Linked DNA regions of Hordeum vulgare: regions 1 and 3 are each linked to region 2. The links are chromatin contacts, called in public Hi-C maps. All regions are on one chromosome and are shown on one strand. The core of a region is the stretch at or near the end of the contact, and the rest is flanking DNA. Distances in the headings are between cores, read along the strand shown.

Region 1 (2,700 bases), core at 182-2,681, 990 kb after region 2:
GATATATGGTGATATGGTAAAGACTATTTGGGAAAGCGGGTGTACAGTGTGCATATATTAAGAAACAAACTATAGTCTGTGATGTGATCATTGCATTTTAATTTAGTATATGCGATCAATTGTAGGTAAATACTGAATGCACCTCTATGGCAAGTGCACACATCAAGGTGCCATCTTTTACTCAATCGATTTCAAAACAAGGCATGAGAGTGTCATACACTCTTTTATTGCATTGTGTAAAGATATGTGGTGTGAGGGGAAGGAGAATTGTAGCAGCTCATATTCTAAAGTTATGGCTGAGCTGACAATGGAGACATTATTTGGGCAAGTATTCCGAAAACAGGAATTCCATGCAGTTTAACGACCATATGGTTGGAGAGTCACTGTCGGTATACTGGATCAAGCAAGTGGTGAGATCACGGTAATGTAGGTGGCTCATATTAGTAAAGATGAAGTTGATTACCCCTGTGACGAAGTTGTCCATGTCCTTATTGTGGGCGTGATTGTTCAGTAATGAGTGCCTTGGAGCAGTTATCTTCCAACATGTATGCTGAATGCATTCCATCTGAAACAAAATTGAGTGTGTGCTTACAGCAGGTAAGACAATGGTGGCTGGTTGCTGGCCGGTCCCATGTATTGCTGGATTGACGCACTTCGTTGAGCTCTATGCGGTGGGTCAGCCTGGGCATTCAGGTATTTTGGTTATTTTGATTCGGGTAGTTTGGTTTATGGGTAATTCGGGTATTTGAAAATGGGAACCAAAATTATTTCTGTTAAAAAAATACCCGAACCCAAATTACCTAAAATTTCGATTTGGGTAATTCGGGTACCCAAAATACCTAAAGTATTATGAGCATACATCAACTTTTGATATGAATAACTCGGATAGTATGGGTATTTTTGATAATATGAGTATTTTAGTTAGTATGGGTAACAAGTTAGTATAATAATAGCATGAAAATTTTGGATAGTACGAATAATTTGGATAATATGGATATTTCAGGTTTTTCACATTAAAACTCAAACCCTAACCCGAAAACCGAATAGTCAAGAAATAAGAACCGAACCCTTACCTGATACCTGAATTACCCGACAATTCTAGTAATTCGGTTCGGTTCGGGTTCGGGCTCGGGTACCCAAACGACCAGGGTGAGCGATGGATGCACCGATCCAATCTCGTCCTCTCAAAGTTGGTAAGAGAAGCAGTAATTTAAACTTGAGGGGAAGCATCAGTCCACAGCAATCAGCCATTCTCCTCCTCCACAGGGCACGACGCTCTCCACAAAAAATGAAGCACGGAAGCAGCAACTATACAAAAACCAGAGCCCAATCCAATGATATCGTTGCTGGAGAAACACCATACTGAACCCAGCCTAAGACAGCAAACAACAAATCCAATACGAGAGGAAGCAATACAAACCAGATCACACGCAGGGCAGAGTAGCAGATCGAGCAGACAGATGGCGTGAGACGGATGACCAGAACAGCAGTGGCGCAGGCCGTATGTACAGCCAAGCGGCGTCCCAAGCAGAATCCGCAGGAAGCAACATCGACAGCTGGAACATCACGGCGGTGAGGATCCTACAACCACTGCAAGGAGCCGAGCGTACCCACCACCACCCAGATCACCGATCTCCTCTGTCGAGAGCTGGATTGAGGACTGTTTAGGGTTCCCGCCGCCGCCGGCCGTCCCCGCCCCCTCCCCCCCCCCCCCCCCGGATCCGCCCCGGGCCGCCTCCCCGGGAGGTGGCCGGGGCGGCGCGAGCTCCGCCCCTCTTCGGCCTCCCTTCTCCTCCTTCCCTTCCTGCCGCCGCCGACGGCCGCCCCCGGCGCTTGGCCAGATGGTGTTGGCGGCGGTGCTCCTCGGCTCGACGACGGTCCGGCGACCCGGCAGCAATGGCCGGCGACGCGTGAGGTGGTGGTGTTGCCCCTTGGCGCTTAGACGGCGTGGTGACGCAGGTTGGCCGGTGGCGCGTCCCCGGCCCAGATCTAGGCCTTGTGGGCCTCATCTGGATCCTGGCGGGCTGGTTCCCGACGTGGCTTCATCGTCGTCTGTGTGGTGAGGAGGAGGAGCAGCTCGGACGTGGGGCGGCGACGCCGAAGGCGCGCCTGCTGCAGCGCGATGGCGGGAGCTTTACGGGCGTGGAGAGCCCGACCGGGCCTGTGGGCCCACGGGCCTGGTATGCTCCTGCTATTATGCCCGGTCGGCTGCCGTCGTCGACGGTGGAGGTTGTACCCTCCCGCGTGCCGACGGTGTTGTGGCCCTAGTCCCGGTTCCTATTCCCCGCTGTGCAGGCCTCACTTCTGGTGCCGTGGTGAGACGACGTGGAGGCTTCATGACCGCGGTGGCGCAAGATGGTGGTCGCTTTGGTGGCAGGCTCTGGAGCATCCGAGGTGAAGGTTGAAATTGGGGGAAACCCCTGTCGGCCTGGCCGACACCGACGCGGCGACGCTTGTCGGTGCCGCCGGACCTTCCTGGAGGGCGTCGGGGGCGACCCTTCCTCTTGCCTCGTCAAGTACCGGGGGAAACCCTTGGCAGCAGCGTCGTCATCGTCGCGGTCCTTCTTGGAGGTGTTGATTGGTACCGGTGCTTCGGATCCTTGGAGCTTGGTGGGAAATCTTCGGTGGGCGCAGTGGTCGTGAAGCTTCTTCGTTTTCGTTGATCCGTCGTTGTCGGTATTTTTTCTCTTGTTGTTTCTC
Region 2 (2,700 bases), core at 135-2,634:
GGCCACACCGTCTGACGTGCTTGAAAATTGTAGAGATGCATGTCAGTCACTATTGGTATGAACTACAAGGGATGAACGCGCTTGGCTGCGTTGTTGATATTTTTAAGTTTCCTAAAAAATGGTCATTCTGTTTCTAAATATAAAGTGTACTAATTTTTTGAAAATCAGACATTTTAAATTTGATCAAATTTGTAAAAGATATAACAAAATTCATAATATCAAACCGGTATTTTAAGATTCATCATTAAATGAATTTCCATACTTATTTTATTTAATATTGTGGATGTCCATATTTTTGCTTTCACTTGGTCAAAGTTAAAAAAATTGACTTTCCAAAAAACTAATACCCTTCATATTTTTGAACCGATGAAATATTTAGTTTGGCGAATTGGGGAGATGATAGAGTGTGTTTTATTTTTATTTATATAATGTGGTGACTAGGTGGGCCTTTCATGGTGTAATTATGTGTTGTCCTGTATTTATTTAGATTTGTTTTCTATCTTTGGTTGCATGTAGTATATTGGTGCTACAATATTACATGGCGACACTTTTTTCTAGGTGATGGAGGGTGCGCAGGATTGATGTGTTCTATTTGCCGATTGACTTAAAAAACATTGATCCCATCAAAATTGTAAATCAAATCAAAAATTAAATTCCTAAATAGAATGAAAGAACCTTTTGAAATAAGGGAATATAGTGAATTAAAAGAATTAAACGGGGAGCTTGAGAAATTGTTGATCAGATCAAAATTGGATTATCCAATTCTAAATTGAATGGTTTAATTAATTGTGAGGCCTTAATATTTGAATGTTCGGTAGATAGTATAGAAGAATTAAATGAGAGAGCTTTGAGAAATTGTTAACCCCGTCAAAATCAGATGCCCCAAGTCTAATTGAAGACCTCAATTAAACATGAGGTCTTTAAAACTAGAAATCCTAGTGTTATAACATATTTGAAGATGTATACCCTGTTGCAACTGCGCGCAATTGCCTAATGCAAGTAAAAGATACTTGTCGTCAACCATATGATTGTACCTCTTATGAAAAACATTATAGCCTGATTCTATGGAAACAATTAGTGATAGAAATAAACAGTATGGAGATCTGACATCAAAATATTCAACGGCGGCTCAGAGATGGTTCAACGACAATGACACATCAGTGGTTCATTCATACCGCGGCCATGATAGTTAGATGATTCAAAGACGTTGATGTAATTTTTATTATATTTAAGGTGCTTTGTATTTTTGACGAATCTGTAGATTCAAGTTCATATTATAAATAAAAATAAAATTGATGGCTGAAAAACACGTACATATATGTTGGTCCATGAGGAAAAATCGTCAACACCGGGGTTGGTGAGATAGTGACAGCTCATTTGCACTGGTCCTCCTTTGTGGTTGCACTGTTCTTTACATGCATTGAATACGTACTCAAGTCCGAAGTCCAAAACCAGGCTAACGCTGTAGAAATTAGAATGGAAAAAAAGTGCCTCTCTTCTGGTCAGGTCGCTGTATGTCACCACGATACGCATTACCTGACTTTTTTCTCTTGAAAAACATCAGATCTTGTATTAACTAAAATCAGCAGTGCAAACACACAACTATACTTATTAAGAAGGCCATCTCAAACACCAACCCACAACACACCCGTATCCGTCCGGACAGTCTTGAACGATGGTAGTCATCCAACGTGGTACTATAACGGTCGGGGGAACGGTTTGGACACGATTTCTCTCATAAATCGAAGACAAATATAGAATGATTTTACGGGAGTTCAGGCCCGATTCTGATCGCACTTGACCATCGAAAAACCCCACCCGTCCTTCCCGTAGCTTCCATTCCACGCGTCGTGCCATTTGCCATGCTGCATTCATGCCGGCCCAGAGCATGCAGTGGCTGTCATTGAAGCCGCGATTTAACTGGACGGGTAGGCGGTGTAGACGGACGTGACCTCTCGGATGTCGCCGCTTCAATGCGGACACCATGTCCCGAGAAACCAACTCCGACAGTTGCGCCACATTGAAGCCGATTGACCACCCCATCGCCTAGCCTGGCCACGACTATTTAAACCGCACTCCAGCGCTGTCCAAAGCACTACATCGTCCTCCTCTCCCTCGTCGAGTTTTTCCTTCTCTTCGACCTCAACATCCATTCCGAGCCCAGCCAGCGACAATGTCGAGGTCCTACTTCTTCACGTCGACAAGCGGCACAGGTGGGAGCTCGTCGTCTGGCGGATCATGGTGCCGCTGCCCTCGCTCATCGAGGCCATCGGCATCCACGGCGAGGCTCCTCCAGCAAGAAAGAGATAGTCATCTCCTTCGACGACGAGGAGGAGGAGCCGCACTAGCGGCCACGTCTTCTGTTGGAGACGGTTGTGATAGACGAATAATTCGTCCATCATATGAAGATCAGGGTGAAGCGTTCTCTACGTCAAATGGGACCAGCGCCACCATCATCGGCGCGCATGAAGGAGGAGCCACCCTTCCCTTCGCGGGTCCGCGTCAAGCACGAGCCGACGTCCCTGCTCGTGCAAGTGAAGGACGAGCCAACATTCCCGCCGTGCAACCGCGGCCTCCACACAGTACGTCGCATGAAGCAGGAGCCTGCGTCCCCAGCGCCTCTGTCGGGTGAAGCCAGAGCTGGCATCGCTCATGCCGCACAACTGCTATGCGCGGATCGACGTGCCATCCTCGACACCT
Region 3 (2,700 bases), core at 103-2,602, 580 kb after region 2:
ATTTTGGTCATGACAATTCTAGTAGTTTAAACATGGAAAATATTTTTTGTATGAACCATCGCAAATTTTAGTGCATATATCATGGCAAATTTAAGTACTTCGGCATGTCAATTTTAGTTTATGATTCATGATAAATTTATGTCATCGATCATGCATTTTTAAAATGATTGACGTGTGATTTCTTTCTTACGTATGAATCATGTAAAAATTATTTCATGGATCATAGTAAATTTAAGAAATTCATCATGGCAAGTTTAATTTCTTAATTTCCTTTTCTATAATGTGTCAGAATTTACTTTAAACATAGAAAAAATAGTTAAAAATATATCATGACAACTTCATTGTAACCATGATGGTAATTTATGTGAAATAGACATGACACTTTTAACAAAAAAATATCATCGAAACATATCGATATGAGATCTAGTTTTAAAGATCTCGTGCGAGGTGTTTAATGGTAGAAACGGTTTTTCAATCGAATTTTTTATTTAAAAGATAAAATATTTTAAAAACCTGAAAAGACGAAAAATTTCTGATAACATCATAATTTCATCACTTGTGCATTCATACGATGACATGATCCAATCTGTGTTCAGAGGCACAGTCGAATATTACTCCCATCACACGTCCGATGGTTATCGACTTTTTTAATAAAACCGGTGCTTTAAAACTAAACTTGTCCAAAAAGATTATCACAACTCAGGCTACCCATGCAACCAAACACACCGTAACAGTATCCCACCGTATAGCAAATCAACCCGTGGTTGGATGGTTAGGAGGACTGTGGTATCCACTGCCCACCAGAGTTTAAGTCTCAGACTTGACGTTGGTGCTTGCATTTTTCTGGATTTATTTCAGGTCTTTCGTCGATGTGCTTTCAGTGGAAAGAGACGTTTTCGTCGACAACAAAGACGTCAGTGACGACTTCGTCAATCTCAAGATGATGTGCCGATTTAGTCTCTCGGAGGTGCTCATAGGTGTAAGGTATACGTGCGTGCGTTCATAAAAATGGATGTACGCTCGTGTATGTGAGCGACTTCGATTGTAGTCTGCTAAAAAAAATATCCCATCTTATTCCCTCGGATGCGCTATCCATGCCTCCGGCAAACCATCGTAAAATTGACAACCATGCCTACCGCATTTTTTATTTATTTTTGAACAGGATGCCTCCCGCATGGTGTATAGATTAGTATTATGCAGCTCACTGCAAGTTGAGAAGAAAACAAAATGGGTGGTAGGTGAACTGACCCACCGCCAACTAATGGGGTTTGGTGAGGTGAAGTGCTTCACCAACGGCTGCAGCACAGGTTGTGCAGTCCCACGCCCTCACCAGCTACACGCACGACCTCCCGGCCCCGTCTCTATAAAAGGCGCAGCCGGGATCTTGGTACAACGCCGTGCATACATTTCGCCTCTTCCCTTCGGTTCCTTGGCCTCCGGAGCAATAGAAGCGGCACAAGGTTAGCTTCCCCGCCCCACCTCCTGTTCATGTTTCGATTTCCCGTGTCTGATTCGTCATTTTTCTTCATCAATTATACGTGGGTCGCTTAATTACTGTATCTTTATCGTGATGCGAACATGGCTAGTTAGTTATGAGTTGGCAGTAGCACAGTATGGTATACTAGTCTGGCGAAAGGGGGTGACCGCGTCTTCCTCGTTCGCCGCCGGCGAAGCCGGGGGTCCTCTCTCCTCCGGTTGCCGCTCCAGCGACGATGGGAGGGGGGAGGAACCCTCGGTCCTCTGGGCCGGTGTGTAGATAGGAGTAGGTGTGTGGGTCGCGCTGTCCAGCCGGCGGCGCCACGTCCAATAGGTTTGCTGAGGCTCCTCGTCGGGGCGGCGAGCTTGGTGTAGTGTATCCGGATCCGGGCGTCGTGGACTTCGCCATGGATCTTTTGTTCCTCCGGCTGTGTCGTCCTCGCGGCAGGGTTCTTGGCTCTTGGGCACCTGTGCGGCCGGGTGGATCCGTGGATGTGTACTGGCAGTCGCCGGCTGGTGTTGCTCCTGATGGCGACGGCGGTGGCGGTTTCTGTTCTGGCGCAGGGTTGATTAGTCGTCGGCAGGCGGCTCCAGTGTTCTCCTCGACGACGTGGTCGACCGGGGACTTCGGATCTGAGGCTCGTTGGGCACGGGGTAGTCCCCAGTCGACGTGTCCCGCCGCGGGTGCTTTCTTGGTGTCTGGCAGGGTCTTCGGCCCGAAGCTCTCGCCGCTCTTTCCTCCATGGCGGCAGATGCAGGATGGTTCACCAATCAACCCCCTCAGGGACTTATTTGTTATTTTTCTTGTTTTGGGTTGTTTTTTGCTGCTTATTTCCAGGCTGTGAGGCGTGAGTTAGTGTTTTTTTTTTGGGGTAGGCGTGAGTTAGTGTTTTTTTTTTTGGGTAGGTGTGTTTGTGAGGTGTGAGGAGTATCTCTTATATAAGAGATTCAATTATGAATTATACTCTGTATGTGGTCCATAGTGGAATCTCTTAAAATGCATATATTTAGGAACAGAAGGAGTATTAGTCATGAGTGGCACGACTTATATGTGTTTGATTCTAATTGTCGTATTTTCCTTTATTTGCAGAGCATCACTAGCACGAAAGAAATGGCGGCCGAGACATTCCTCTTCACATCAGAGTCCGTGAACGAGGGCCATCCCGACAAGCTGTGCGACCAGGTCTCCGACGCCGTCTTGGATGCCTGCTTGGCCCAGGATGC

Evidence for each region. A called contact is a pair of places that touch in the nucleus more often than the background predicts.
Region 1: a contact with region 2 is called in a Hi-C map of leaf, with 6 times the contacts expected there. The contact joins two enhancer-like sites. A contact is called at or near these places in 2 of 6 Hi-C or Micro-C datasets (leaf and seedling).
Region 3: a contact with region 2 is called in a Hi-C map of leaf, with 5 times the contacts expected there. The contact joins the promoter of LOC123405946 here to the enhancer-like site in region 2. A contact is called at or near these places in 3 of 6 Hi-C or Micro-C datasets (leaf and seedling) and 1 of 1 datasets of contacts at active chromatin or transcription factors (embryo).

Annotation. Positions count from the first base shown.
Region 1 is chr6H:417,635,845-417,638,544 of MorexV3_pseudomolecules_assembly, forward strand. No RefSeq gene overlaps it. Among protein-coding and RNA genes, the nearest start is that of LOC123406276, 72 kb to the left of the region's middle. Within about 2 kb of position 1,432, at least 3 of the 3 cell types and tissues checked have open chromatin away from gene starts, as enhancers often do. A contact at or near this core is called in leaf, where this site is marked.
Region 2 is chr6H:416,642,642-416,645,341 of MorexV3_pseudomolecules_assembly, forward strand. No RefSeq gene overlaps it. Among protein-coding and RNA genes, the nearest start is that of LOC123403688, 17 kb to the left of the region's middle. Within about 2 kb of position 1,385, at least 2 of the 3 cell types and tissues checked have open chromatin away from gene starts, as enhancers often do. A contact at or near this core is called in leaf, where this site is marked.
Region 3 is chr6H:417,221,240-417,223,939 of MorexV3_pseudomolecules_assembly, forward strand. LOC123405946 (S-adenosylmethionine synthase 3) reads left to right here and starts at 1,353. Exons shown (of 2, transcript XM_045099458.1): 1 at 1,353-1,460; 2 at 2,567-2,700. The coding sequence starts at 2,588.